Regions from separate parts of the Gossypium arboreum genome. Here region 1 is linked to region 2. A link is a contact called in public Hi-C data. All regions are on one chromosome and are shown on one strand. Each heading gives the region's core, a stretch centred on a gene start, on an enhancer-like site or on the middle of the called end of the contact. The rest is flanking DNA. Distances are from core to core; before and after follow the strand shown. Region 1 holds the start of LOC108465861 (2-oxoglutarate-Fe(II) type oxidoreductase hxnY-like). Region 2 holds the start of LOC108468886 (transcription factor MYB114).

What was found. A called contact is a pair of places that touch in the nucleus more often than the background predicts.
Region 1: a contact with region 2 is called in a Hi-C map of leaf, with 2.0 times the contacts expected there. The contact joins the promoter of LOC108465861 here to the promoter of LOC108468886 in region 2. A contact is called at or near these places in 2 of 5 Hi-C or Micro-C datasets (both in leaf).

What each region holds. Positions count from the first base shown.
Region 1 is chr8:13,636,253-13,638,952 of ASM2569848v2, reverse strand. It overlaps LOC108465861 (2-oxoglutarate-Fe(II) type oxidoreductase hxnY-like), which reads left to right and starts at 1,360. Exons shown (of 11, transcript XM_053018456.1): 1 at 1,360-1,502; 2 at 1,690-1,882; 3 at 2,133-2,198; 4 at 2,304-2,355; 5 at 2,578-2,700. The coding sequence starts at 1,425.
Region 2 is chr8:13,481,865-13,484,564 of ASM2569848v2, reverse strand. It overlaps LOC108468886 (transcription factor MYB114), which reads left to right and starts at 1,422. Exons shown (of 2, transcript XM_017769755.2): 1 at 1,422-1,648; 2 at 1,727-2,266. The coding sequence starts at 1,513. The coding sequence ends at 2,187. It overlaps LOC108468770 (probable glycosyltransferase At5g03795), which reads right to left. Exons shown (of 5, transcript XM_017769626.2): 5 at 2,167-2,700.

The sequences.
Region 1 (2,700 bases), core at 111-2,610, 150 kb before region 2:
TCTCAATCTAGTTCAGTTGATTGTAAGAAAAGTATAAAGGAAGTGTGGTCAAACAATAAAATTTTCAAAACTACAATTAATTAGGACCAAAAAATGGAATTAAATTCCTTCATTTTTCGTGGTTAATAGATGATAAAGGATGGCGGCCGTTGATATGGGTTGCCGTGATGATGGCCCCTTTGTTTCAACGATGTGATTAGATTTGTACACGTGCCTTCTCTTTGAGCCAGACAGACAAAGACATTGGACAACGTTTTGTGTTTACATTTCTTTTAGGCCAGGCTAGGTGTCCTTTATGATCCTGTAACAATCTCTAAAAATATTAGAGAGATAGAATACTATTTTAGAAGTAAAAAATTAAAATTTAAAGGGACGAAAGTGATAAGATTAAAGATACAAGGTAAGTAGTTTAAGAATTTTACTTGATTTTATTTTATTTTCGTACAGAGTATGTTAAATAGTTGGATTAAATATGTTTGTGTAAATATTATGCATGAAATCAAATTAGTATATTAAAGTAATAGAAATAATGATTAAATTGTAAAGTAAACAAAATAAGTTATGTGAAGTGGAATACTAATATGAGATTACAAACGATGCATGTTGAAATAATGATTAGATTAAAAGTGATGGTGTTGATTACGGGTGAAGTCAGAGAATTTTTTTAGTCGGGACTAAAATTAAATTTTAACTTTTAACAATTTATATATTTATTATTTTTTAAAGGATTAAATTAATTTTTTATAATTTTTAAAGGGATAGAGTATAATTTTACTTTTACTAATTTAAATTTTCTAAAAGACTTTAATGAATAATTTTTTATTTTTGGGGTGAGGCCCTGCAAATTTTGGGGTGGGAACAAATAGAAATAGATTTATTCGAGTTATCCAATTTTACGATTTATTTTTAAAAAGTGTATAAAAAGTACATTAAAATTTTAGTCAACCATTAGTGAGTGATTCTAATTTGAATCGACAAGAGAAGAAAAAAAAAGAGCTTGAAGAACTAGATTGGCTTAACTAATCAAATTTGGAGTCACTTAAGGTATTAATTCATAATAAAAAGTCTGACTTGCTGATTCACTGAATTTATTGAATTTACTGTTAAATTGATTCAACTAGTAATTCGACTGATTTTTTATTTTTAATATTTATTAAATTTTATAATTTTTAATAATTTATTTAATTAAGCCCGAAATAAATAGATTAAAATTCATAATGTAATCAGATTGATTACGTATCAAAATCTAAAAACTATGAATGCGATATTAATGTTTTGACATAATACATATAAAAAAATTGTCATTTTCAATTGATTTAACAGTTATATTTAAAAATAAAAAATAAGAATAAAATGGACCAAATTGGGGTACAGGATTGAATTTCAAAGCGAAGTGAACAGCAGAAACCACGAAACAAAGAAAAATGTCTAACGCCCTTCAACTTCCGATCATTGACTTGGCCTCACCAGATCGCTTCTCCACCGCCAACTCTATCCGTAAGGTTCGTCTTTTTATTTCTTCTTTACCCTTTTACTTTGCCAATATTCAATCTTTAGGCAGTTTCAGTTCGGGTCTATTGATTGTAATATAAAGACACTGGTTTTAGAACCAAAGCAATCTCTTTTGCATGCAATTTGTAACTCTTTCCAAAAGAAAAAAAAGCTTTTAAACTTATGGGTTTTTAGCAGGCATGCATTGACCACGGTTTCTTTTACCTCGTGAATCATGGGGTCGATGAAGAATTGGTTAAGAAAGTTTTTGAGCAGAGTAGCAACTTCTTTTCATTCCCAATTGAAGAGAAGATGAAGTTAGCTATCAAGAATCACAGAGGTTATACAGCACTTTATGCTGAAAAACTTGATACTACTTTAACTACCAAAGGTATTTCTATCTATTTTAATTATTTAAACTTCCCTTTTCCTTTTCCTTTTTTTAATGTTTAACATTCTTCCTAAGTTGCATGTTCAATGACTATTTATCAACGACTTTGATTTGAGATGCTAGAGGGTTTATTCAAGATTTTCCAATACACCCATTTCAGTAGCGAAATTTTTCTTTCCTAATTCCTTTCTGGTTTACTGTAAAGATCATTTGAGGTCAGATTGATCACTTTCGATTGCTTGAACAACAGGTGACTCTAAAGAAACTTTCTATCTTGGTCCACTAGCTGATGGCCTCAATCAATGGCCTTTAGAAGGTATGTATGATTATCTTATTATACAAAACATCTTGTAGTAGTTTCTTCATATAAGAAGTTTAATTGAGTTATACTCAAGATGTCGTTTTGTCTTGGAAATTGCAGAAGATCTACCATCTTGGAGAAGCGCAATGGAGACTTATCATCAAAAAGTGCTGTGAGTCCCTGCTATTAGTTCACATATTGGTATTTATGGTTTCTGCAAAGAGTTTCTATTATAAATTTATAGATATACTCAACCTTTTTATAGATTCCTTTGTCATCCCAGTTCATAACTTACTTTGAAGTTCTGAATTCAACTCTATCTTGCTTGGAAAACTATACAATGACAGTCAGCCACCTGTGAAAGGTTTAAGTGGTGCTACATTTGCTTCCTTAGGTCTGCTGGGACTAAATTACTCTCCTTAATTGCCCTGTCCCTTAAATTAGATGAAGACTTCTTCTGGAAAGTGGGTGCCCTTAATGAACAAGTAGGAGTTATTCGTTTATTACATTATCCAGG
Region 2 (2,700 bases), core at 173-2,672:
TTCTAATGAGTCCTTGGCTTTCTCCATATTTTTGATTCGGCATCATTTTGTTGATTTTTGTTTTAATTTGGTCCTCTTCTGCTCATGCTCATTTCTATTTTTGGCTTTTTATAAAGTCAAAAATTCTAATGAGTCCTTGGCTTTCTCCATATTTTTTATTCGGCATCATTTTGTTGATTTTGTTTTAATTTGGTCCTCTTCTGCTCATTTTTATCTCTTAGCGTCCCAATTGCATTCCTGACAGGATTAAAACATAAAAAGTACTAATTAGTAGGGATCAAGTCAAAAATATACCGAATTAAACACAAAATAACATGCAAATTAATATGTTATCAGACCATTTCGTTGAAGAAATGTTCTCTTTTAGATACAAGTTTTGAAAAGTTAGGGCACTATGTTCGTGAAAATCAAACTCGAGTTAGTTTTGATTTGGCAGTGCACAAGTCGACTTGTTAATTCCCTGCACAGATTCGGCTTGGTTAATTTCCTGCATAGTTCAAGATAGGCCTGTGGTGGACTTTAACAAAGATGGCATTGTAGAAATATGAGTCAATGTGGATTTTTGTTGAGTATGTCTCATATTTCAATTAAATTTGAGAGATATTCTCCTAGTTAAACTCTGTTTATTTATTTCAGTCGAACTCTAATTAATTTAGATTATTTTATTATTTAACCTACGAATTTAGCCTATAAATAGGCTCCTTTACAACCTTAGAAAAACCCATTAAAATATTAGAACTCATAACACATTTGGAGAATTTTGTATTTACGTTTTGAGGGTTCTTTATTTTCGAGTTTCGGGGTTTAGTTTTTATCTCCATCTTTTGTACTCTTCGTTCGTTTGTCATTATAGTAAAATTATCTTTGCCAGTGGTTTTTTATCCTCTTTAGAGGGTTTTTTCACGTTAAATTTGTATATTTAATTTCTTAATTTCTTCCGTTATTTTTTTTTACTTGTTCGTTACTTAATCAAGTCAATCCCCAACAAATATTTTATTTATTTTTAATAATAAAACAGCTTTTGAGCCGGCTGGGTCTAAAACAGGCCTGAACTTTAAAAAAATTGAAACTAAGCTTTAGCCCGGCCCAACCTATTAATTTTAACCAAAATTGTATTTGCATGTAGTTGTTGAGAATTGGGTTTTGGTCCGGCCTGTCCAAAACTGAAACATCGGTCAGCTTTACCAAGTGAATCCAACTTATTTTACCATAACTCTTTTTGTTTTCTTTTTCAGAATGAATCAGAGAATAAAACAAACTAAAAATTCCACAAGGGTTGGTACTGCCACGTTGACAAAGTCCAAACAGAACTGGTAGTTGAGAGCGTATATGTTAGGCTTGCCAAGAAGGGTAGATATCTAGGACTCACTCACTGACCATTCAATTCTCTGCTTCATTAACCGCCAAACTCTCTCCATGTTTTTATACTCATTCACTTCCCTTCCCTTGTTTCTCACTAATCATCTCTGTCTTCCCTTCTCACTCTTTGCCTCTTCTCACTGTCGGCTAATAATGGCTCCAAAGAAGGATGGAGTGAGCAAAAGGGTTTTTAACAAAGGTTCTTGGACAGCTGAGGAAGATAGAAGATTGGCTAAATATATTGAGATTCATGGCGCAAAGAGATGGAAAACAATCGCCATTAAATCAGGTAATTTACTTTCTGTTGAAGAGAAACTCCATTTTTTGGAGCATTGGAATTAACGGGTTATTTTGTTTTGATGTATAGGTTTGAATCGATGCGGCAAGAGTTGCAGGTTGAGATGGTTGAACTACTTGAGACCTAACATTAAGAGAGGCAACATATCAGATGAAGAAGAGGACTTAATTATTAGGCTTCATAAACTGCTGGGGAACAGGTGGTCTTTGATTGCTGGGAGACTTCCAGGGCGAACAGACAATGAAATTAAGAACTACTGGAATTCCCATTTGAGCAAGAAAATAATAAACCATGATGTCAGAACAGAACAAACTTCCTCCTCGGAACAAATTGTGCCTCACAAAGCATGGGAAACTGTCCAGATGGAAGAAGAAGAGGTAGTAAAAGGAAGTGATGAAATTGAAAACTCTGAATTCAGCATTGATGTGGACGAATTCTTTGACTTCACAACGGAAGGTTGCTTTAGTTTGGATTGGGTGAATAAGTTCCTTGAACTTGATGATCAACAGGATCCATTAGCAATGGTATAATAAGTTTGTAATTAACATGTTTCCTTGGATAAATAAATAAAGAGATGTTCTGAGTCTAAATTTCTAGGCTATAACCAAATGTTTCTTGGCCTAACTTTTGAAGCGAAGAAAAAAACAACAATTATTGGTGTGTAGATTTCTTGAATCAATTTTCAGTTGATTTGCTCCAAGAATTTTGAGACCAAAAGGGTTTTAAAAGGTCAACGTCAAATATAATTGGTCGAGGTACTTAGCTACTGAAATTCACATATTTATGTGGTGTTTGAACTTTATTTATGTCATGATTGAGTCGAAGATATTTATATTTATACAGTTATTGATAATTTGTGTTTTACAAATTTTAACATGTTGGTATATTCATATCATGTCATATACACTCTGTATCAACAATACACATTCTGGCATAGCATCTGCCTTACTGTATCCAGCTCCAAACACTGATATCTGAACATGGGTGATGGGACCAGCTCCTTAGGCAATAAAAGCCTTCAAATAGTGTCAGCTGATGCCTTC